Linked DNA regions of Sus scrofa: all the other regions are linked to region 3. The links are chromatin contacts, called in public Hi-C and HiChIP or PLAC-seq maps. All regions are on one chromosome and are shown on one strand. Each heading gives the region's core, a stretch centred on a gene start, on an enhancer-like site or on the middle of the called end of the contact. The rest is flanking DNA. Distances are from core to core; before and after follow the strand shown.

The links. Hi-C and Micro-C count contacts between places; a contact is called where the count stands out from the background. HiChIP or PLAC-seq counts read pairs in DNA pulled down with a chosen protein or histone mark.
Region 1: a Hi-C map of embryonic fibroblasts shows a contact between it and region 3, with 2.3 times the contacts expected there. The contact joins the enhancer-like site here to the promoter of VIM in region 3. A contact is called at or near these places in 1 of 5 promoter capture datasets (fetal skeletal muscle), 4 of 47 Hi-C or Micro-C datasets (embryonic fibroblasts, heart right ventricle, skeletal muscle and 1 more) and 2 of 2 datasets of contacts at active chromatin or transcription factors (alveolar macrophages and skeletal muscle).
Region 2: a contact with region 3 is called in an H3K27ac HiChIP or PLAC-seq map of alveolar macrophages. The contact joins the enhancer-like site here to the promoter of VIM in region 3. A contact is called at or near these places in 1 of 5 promoter capture datasets (fetal liver), 3 of 47 Hi-C or Micro-C datasets (embryonic fibroblasts, fibroblasts and heart right ventricle) and 2 of 2 datasets of contacts at active chromatin or transcription factors (alveolar macrophages and skeletal muscle).

The regions. Positions count from the first base shown.
Region 1 is chr10:43,242,208-43,244,907 of Sscrofa11.1, reverse strand. It overlaps CUBN (cubilin), which reads left to right. Exons shown (of 68, transcript XM_021064811.1): 34 at 52-165; 35 at 2,461-2,571. Among named protein-coding and RNA genes, the nearest start is that of CUBN, 170 kb to the left of the region's middle. Within about 2 kb of position 1,252, at least 10 of the 83 cell types and tissues checked have an H3K27ac peak or open chromatin away from gene starts, as enhancers often do. A contact at or near this core is called in embryonic fibroblasts and skeletal muscle, where this site is marked.
Region 2 is chr10:43,188,764-43,191,463 of Sscrofa11.1, reverse strand. The region is part of intron 49 of CUBN (cubilin); the gene reads left to right. Among named protein-coding and RNA genes, the nearest start is that of CUBN, 220 kb to the left of the region's middle. Within about 2 kb of position 1,338, at least 4 of the 83 cell types and tissues checked have an H3K27ac peak or open chromatin away from gene starts, as enhancers often do. A contact at or near this core is called in alveolar macrophages and embryonic fibroblasts, where this site is marked.
Region 3 is chr10:43,515,008-43,517,707 of Sscrofa11.1, reverse strand. It overlaps VIM (vimentin), which reads right to left and starts at 1,267. Exons shown (of 8, transcript XM_005668107.3): 1 at 1-1,267. The coding sequence starts at 68.

The DNA of each region.
Region 1 (2,700 bases), core at 3-2,502, 270 kb after region 3:
CAGGAGCAATCCAACGTGCCTGACATACGTGTGTGCTTGTGTGTCCCTTAGCCTGTGGCGGCCACATCCTCACCGACTCCTTCGATACCATCTCCTCTCCACGGTTCCCTGCCAGCTACCCAAACAATCAGAACTGCAGCTGGATCATCCAAGCTCAGCCTCCGTGTAAGTAACCAAAATAAAAAAAGAATCCAGGATGCATGGAGTCTGTGGGAAAAGCCAGCTGTGACTCAGGCCCTTATCTCTTCCATGGTAACAATGGATGGCCTTCCTCTTCTGTTTTTGGAAGTCTCAGTTCCTGATGTGCACGAGAACAGGATTTCCTATTCTAAGAGGAAATCATTTTTACTCTTTATTCTTAATTTTCCTTTTCAAAAAAAAAAAAAAAAAAGTTTCAAGGCCCAGCCAAGGAAACCAAACAAAACCAAACCCTGTAACCTTGTTGAAATGACAGACACGTGAAATTGGGGCAAGCAAAAGTAATGGAGAAAGTAGTCACTTGGGGGCCTGTGCCTTGAGTGCATTAGATGCTCAAGGCAGTTGCCGAATGAAAAAATGAATAATAAGAACCATGAAGTCGAGAATGAATAACTCATAGTTGGGAATGCAGTACCATGAGCCATGGGTCTTCAGCCAAGGCGGAGGTTCATTATAAAACCTGGTCTCGCCACCAAGACATGTGTTTTCAAGAATCCCAGCATAGGCCTTGAAGAAACATTTCCTAAGTGCTTCCACTATTTTCTTTTCAGAATCCTAGAGTCTTCTGTTCTGATCTGGTAATAATCTGCTGGTAAAGATTAGTGTCCACATTTTTTTTTCTTTTTTTCTTTCTTCTTCTTTTTTTTTTTTTTTTTGTCTTTTCTGTCTTTTGAGGGCTGCACCCATGGCACATGGAGGTTCCCAGGCTAGGGGTCAAATTGGAGCTGTAGCTGCCGGCCTATACCACAGCCATAGCAACGGGGGATCTAAGCCGCCTCTGTGACCTACACCACAGTTCATGGCAACGCCGGATCCTTAGCCCACTGAGCAAGGCCAGGGATCGAACCTGCAACCTCAATGGTTCCTAGTTGGATTCATTTCCATTGTGCCGCCGTGGGAACTCCACGTTTTACAAAGAAAATGAGGAGACCCCTCAAGACACAAGTGAAATGATTGCAAAGGGTAATTCTGGGTCCATTATGAATCCTGTTTCCAATAAGCCCTGCCCTGCCTTGAGGTTTTCAGGAAAAATGTATGATTGCAGACATAATGTGGGAAAGGCATTACATTCTTGCCTTTCAGAGTCATTCTTGACTCTGCTCTAAAATGAATGACCTCTGTGATAATAGGCAAGTCACTAAAGCTCACCAGGCCCCATTAGCTAATCTAAAAAATGAAGTATCTGGCGTTAAGTATTCTCTAACATTTTTCCTAGGGATGTTAAGCATTCCCAAAAGGCTCTCTTTACTGCCCTGCATGTAAATCTGGGGGTTGGTGAGGAAATCCTTAGCCAGAGAGAGTGGCCAGCCAGCCAGGAACTGAGAAAGAAGACCCCTGCCTTGAGGCTAGCAGTTTTATACCTAAGGATAATTGCTACTGAGGGGTGAAGTGTTTAGATGAAAGATCTCACAGGTTCAAAGAAAAACCAAAGGGAAAGGTACCCCAACATGTACTGTTCTGCACATTATTCGAAGCTTTCTGTATAGTGACTCGACCTCTAGGCCCCTGGTTCTGGCCTTAAAGTCAATCCGAGAATGCTAGGAGACGTGCACCAGGGGAAAGATGGGATGCATTTATAAGCACAGGTAAAGAGTCAGAATCTAAGGAAACTATTCTATTATGAAAAGTGCTTCCGAGAGGAACAGAGCAATGGCTGATACGTTCCCCAGAGTCCGTGGAATAAGCCTACCCAAGGGTCCTCTACCTTACCAGTAGCAGCATTTCAGATTCTGCAGGGTTTGTTTTTTGTTTATTTGTTTTTGTTTTTTGTTTTTTGTTTTTTTTTTTTTTTTTTTGCTTTTTAGGGCAGCACCAGCAGCATATGGAAGCTCCTAGGCTAGGGGTCGAATCGGAGCTGCAGCTGCCAGTATACGCCACAGCCACAGCAATGCTGGATCCAAGCCACATCTGGGACCTACACCACAGCTCACAGCAATGCCAGATCCTTAACCCACCGAGAGAGGCCAGGAATCGAATTCGCATCCTCATGGATACTAGTCGGATTCATTTCCGCTGTGTCACAAGGGGAGCTCCTAGAGGCATTTTTAAAACCATCGATTCGGTTGCCCTTCACAGGAAAGCTTTTACCAGAACCGGTTCCTTTTCCTCCTCTCCGCCCCCCATGCCCTCCCCCCCATCTTCCACATTCACTGCTTCCCTGCTGAAGAAGCTGCCGGAGAATCATCCGAGGTAAAAATCTTATTCGCTGTGTGTTTCGTTTGCCAGAACGTCATTAAACAGTCTCCCCTTTTCTCCTTATAGTCAATCATATCACCCTCTCCTTCAGCCACTTTGGGCTTGAAAGCAGCAGCACATGTACCCGGGACTTTGTAGAAATTTTGGACGGCAGTCACAGTGATGCGCCCCTGCGAGGTACTGCCCGCTCCCTCATTTGCATCTGCGACCTTGGCTTGTTTCAGTGTCTATGCTTACGGAGGTGTGTGCTGTCGCTGGGGTTTAGAATGTGTCCAGTCATGATGAAGAACAGCTTGAGCCAAGTAA
Region 2 (2,700 bases), core at 89-2,588, 330 kb after region 3:
GAATGCTCCTCCCCAGTGCCTGCCTCAGTTCACTCTGGGCTCTGCTCCAATGATCATGAGGCCTTCCCTGAGCCCCTGCATGAAATAGACCCCACCCCACCTGGTCTGGCCCTCTCCCTGCATTCTTGGTTTCACTGCACACCCAGCTGACAGTCCACATATATGTTTGTCTGTGTATCGGCTGCTCCCCCGACTAGGATGGAGGGCACCATTGAGACGTGTGCTTAGTTTTGTTCCCTGCTGCATCCCCAGTGCCTGGCACGTAATAGACACAGCAGTTGTTGAAGGAATCATTAGTAGAAGGAATATCATTATCCTTTTCAAGAACAAGCTCCTTTTCTTTTCAGTTGCCTTGTCTCCTGCTGGGGAGTGAAATTCAAAAAATATGGAACATCTCTGTATTACTCTCTCTTTGTATTGCCCTAAAATGATCGTATTCAAGCCTCAAAAATCTTCAAATTTTACTCCTTCGTTCTAACATCTGAAGGATTGAAATGTTGTCTTTTATCAGATATTGGAAATCATGGAACCCAGTATGTTGTCTTTTATCCAGAAGCCAGAACATTTGGGACTAAGCTTGCTGATTTTAAAGGGACTTTTTTTTCCTATTGTTAAATGAATAATACAGAGACAAGAATGAAGTAGGGAAAAAAATTCACCATTCATACTATATCATATTTTAAAGCATTTTCTTATCTTTGCTTGGGCAGTGAATACTATTATGTAGTTGTAAGTGACAGAAATTCACTTGTATACTAATTTTCATCAATTTCTCTCATTATAAATATAATGGATGCTATTGAATGCTATTTGGAGAGTTCAGAAAATAAAAAAATATAAAAATACTTGGAATTACACAGCCATTACTAAATTTTGATGCCTATGCTAACAGTTTTTGGTTTTTTTTTTTTTCCTTTGAGGTCCTACTGAAATATAATCCTTCACAATCTTTTTTTTTTTTTTTTTTTTTTGTCTTTTTTTTTAGGGCCACACCCATAGCACATGGAGGTTCCCAGGCTAGGGGTTGAATCAGAGCTATAGCCGCCACCGGCCTATACCACAGCCACAGCCACAGCAAGACGGGATCCAAGCCATGTCTGTGGCCTACACCATAGCTCTTGGCAACACTGGATCCCTAACCCACTGAGAGAGGCCAGGAATCAAACCCACATACTCAATGGATGCTAGTCAGTTTCTTTAACCGCTGAGCCATGATGGGAACTCCAGTCCTTTGGAATCTTAGCAGCAGAATATTCTCATGCTCTACAGGAAGGATAATATGAAAAGTCATAGTTTCAGAACTCAACTAAAAAATAAATTTACGGCATCAACCACAAATTCTGAATCATGTCTTACTTCTCATTTCCCCATCTCTGAATCATAGATGCCAAAGGCACCCACTTTGAACTCTTTCAGCTACTTCTTTTGGTATTTATGTTGTTATTTCAAAATAATATCCCTCTTCTACACTTTCTCTGTTTTTTCTCTCTTAAGCATTATCTATTTATTTTTTTATTTTATTTTATTTTCCCACTGTACAGCAAGGGGATCAAGTTATCCTTACATGTATACATTACTTTTTTTTCCCCCACCCTTTGTTCTGTTGCAACGTGAGTATCTAGACAAAGTTCTCATTGCTATTCAGCAGGATCTCCTTGTAAATCTATTCTAAGTTATGTCTGATAAGCCCAAGCTCCCGATCCCTCCCACTCCGCCCCCTCCCATCAGGCAGCCACAAGTCTATTTTCCAAGTCCATGATTTTCTTTTTCAACTTTGCAAGATAAAGATTTAGCTGTCTTCAGACACCTCCGTACCATTACTGCAAATGCACACAGGGTCGTGTTCAGTTCACTTCCCACCGCCACCCCCAACTTCCTCCCCAAATACTCTCAGAGATGCTGTTTAAACTGTCATTCTTTGTTTGCATTACTTTGGTTATAGGGACTACTCCCACTTAAGCCAGGTCGTGTACTGTTGTAGCATTTGCTTTTGTTTTTTGGAGAAATAATCATAATTGTATCCTTTTTACACTTTTGTTGTTTTTTTTTTTTTTTTTTTGGTTTTCTGTGTATCTGTCACTAATTCTTCCACACTCTTTCCACTCCGGGTGTACATCCCCCGCCTTATATAATAAAACGCCTCTATTGGTTCCATTCGTTTTCCTTAGCAATGCTTTCCTAGAGCCTTTGCCCATCAGCTGCCAGCCTGATTCCCGCTGCCATGTCCAGAGCTCCCAGACTCATCAAATCTGCAAGTCCCTTCCTGCCACTCCTGGGCTGGGCTTTATGATATGTGCATTTCCCCTTCTTGGTTAATTTCCTCTTTTCGGTGAGGCACAGGCTCTTGTGGCTCCCTAAGGACGTGGGCATGGGTGATTATGCTTTTGAGGACGTGCATACCTGTAATTATCATTTCACCATCATTTTTTGACTATCAGACGATATCATATATATTCAATATCTTCACCTACATATGTGAATATTTTCGTCATAATTTCGAAGCTTTTTGTAGTGGCTCTTTGGGGGTCCATTTCCTTTAGGTTCCTCTTTCCTATTTACTTCCATTTGTCTCTGCCTTTTACATTGGATGGTTCCCTAAATGTGTGATCACCCTTGGCTGTTCATTCATATTTAAGAATGTAGTACTGGGACTTCCCGGTGTGGCCCAGTGGAAATGAATCCGACTAGTATCCAGAGGAT
Region 3 (2,700 bases), core at 18-2,517:
CGGCTAGCGGTGCCAGGGCCGCCGAACATTCTGCGGTAGGAGGACGAGGACACGGTCCTGGTGGACATGGCTGCAGAGGTGGCAGTGGGCTGGGCGGCTGCGGTGGCGCGGACTGGCTCCGGGAGGAGAGGCGAGCGAGGGAGCGGTGGGTGTGGGCAAAGGGAGCGCTGCTGCGTCTCTGGCGCGGGGACCCCGGAGCAAGAGTGGCAGAGGACGGGACCCCGCCGAGGGCGCAGTTTTTATAACCGCCTTAGGATGGAGCGTTCCCTCCCACTGCCATCCCGGCGGCGGAGTGCGCCAGCCAATGGGGACCCGGCGAGAGGCGGGAAGGCTGGCCTGGGGTTTGGGGCGGGGGAGCCCGGGAGCCTCCCTCCTCCCCCCTCCTCCGCAACCGGGACTATGCTCAGTCCCCCAGTAACTTGGAGGCTGAACTGGAACTTTTGGGGCTTTCCTGAGGATGGCCTGAGGTGTGCTCACCTCTGGGTGATGAAAAAGGCTGGGTCCCGCGGTGATGGGGGAGCCCTCCCTAGACTGAACCACAAGGGTCCCGGGCACCCAGCCAGCTAGGGAGGCGTAGGAGGAAGCGTGCGGGTGGGAGGGGCGCGCGGCCCCTTGGCTGCGGTCGCCTGGAAGCGCGAGGGTGGGGGGGCCCCGCGGGTAAAGGAGCCGGAAGAGAGGAGTGAGGGATCCAGCAGATCGGAAGGCGTGGAGAAAGAAACAAAGAGGGCCTGAGATTGGAGCGCGAGGTGGGGGCGCGCACAGCCCGGGGCGCAGGGCTCTGGGCTCTGCGCAGCCTTGCGCACGCCTGCTTGGACAGCGGGACCAATCCGGCCCCAACTTTCCTCGTCCTCCTGTAGTAGGAGTTCCTGTTCAGGGACCTAACCGGCTGGGCCCGGCTTTGGACAAGGAGCTGCAAGGAAGTGGCCAAGGAAAGCCCAGGGGAGATGGGTGGGGTCGCTGAGTCACCACTGGCAGTGAGTCACTGCGCTCTGCTGTCCCGCCACCGAGGTTGAGGAGTCCTAGCGGTTCAGGAAAACCGTTAGACGAGATTGACTTTCGTCTCCCCGGGCCACTGTGCGAGTACTGTTGGTTCTAAGTTTTACCCAACTTCGAGCTGGGCTCTGCTTTCTTATGTGCCGTTCGCTGGTTTGGAGTCTAGAGCGCTCCTAAATTCTTAGGAACGCGCCCAATCCAGATTTTGCTCCAATATGCTGGCTTCTCTTTAGTAAGAAACTTCCGCGGAGGCTCTGTAACCGCCAAACGCCGGTCTCCGGCCTCACAAAGGCACTTGGGGAGGGTTTTTCTTGCAAAGTTTCCTCCCGCCTCCCCTCCGGTCTCCTCTCCGCCTTCCTCCACCCCCTCCCCCCGTAAAACCGCACCCGACTTTTAACAAGATCTGAACGTTTCTGGGTGAAAGAGGAAACTCTGTAGTTGCAAAATCCAATTGAGTGATCACTGCTTTTTCTGCTGTAGTGAGAGACATTAAAGATATAATCTACACCAATTATAGAATTAAGTAGATGTTGCTTTAAATGTTTAATTTGATTAATAAAAGGCAGTTATGTAACTCAAGGGACTGAATGTTTGAGACTAGATTTATGTGTTCATTTTAGTTCACGCATGATGCACAGCGCAGGATTCTGGTGACTTGTCTGAGAAATGTCACAGGTCCCTTAGCCTATTTTCCAGAAGAATTCCTGCAATTCATCTTGGAGTGAGGGGGATAAAGCTGTCTACAGAAGGAGAAAACTTTTGGTCCAGGGCACAAGGGCGTGTTCAGATTCCAACCTGAAAATCTTTCTAGGTAAATCACTCAACTGAAGGGGTTTTGTTGGGAATGAGTAAAGCGCAGAACAGAGAAGAGAGTCTGTCAGTGATTTCGTAGCAATTTAAAAATCACAGGTTTTCGTCGTTATTGTTGTGGTGTTTCAGTGTTTAGAAGAGTTGAGTATTGAACGGATTAACTCCAAAATCACTGCAAAAGTAGAAACATCTTGATTCAGTGGTGGATGTGGAGGGAGATAAAATTCTTCCCTCTGCTTTTGTGTTTTTGTTTTGGAAAGGGGGGCCCTGAAGGTTGCCTGGCATTTAAGAAAAAATAGTTCAGAACCAAATGAAGGGTTTATTTTCACTTCTTTGTACAAGCCTCTTTTAGGCAGTGTTTTGTTTACCTCCTTTCAGTTCGTTCTGGCCGGTGGGGCTGCCAAGGTCGCGCTGCAGGACCCCTTGCTGTACCGCTCCCCCGCTGTGGATTGCCTTAATTCTCTCCCCGCTCTGCGGGTCCCTCCCGAGGCGCATTCCTGGGGTGTGGCGTCCTAGCGGGCCCACTTATGCTCTGAGAGCCCTTTATGCGAGCTCCGCTCTGCAAATGTCACTATTGTGAGTTTGCCTGGAACCCTTCGGATGAGAAAAAGCCGTTTCCCTCTGGGGAAAGGGAGGGTGGACCTTCCTCCCACCTAAAATGCTGATCCCAGGACAATGCGCTGGTGCTGTCAGGGGACGCTTGCTGACTGAGTCACCACGGGGAAATGAGGGCAAGGCTCTGGTGCGGTGTGGCAGGGTGCCCTGTTGGTGACCAAAGCACATTCCTCAGGTCTGTGGGTGACTCCCTCTGGGGGGGACGCTGGGGCCTCATCATCATCTCGGGGGGTATCCCTTCTCCTTTGCAACCTGTCCCCAAGCTGTATCCTTAGGATGGGT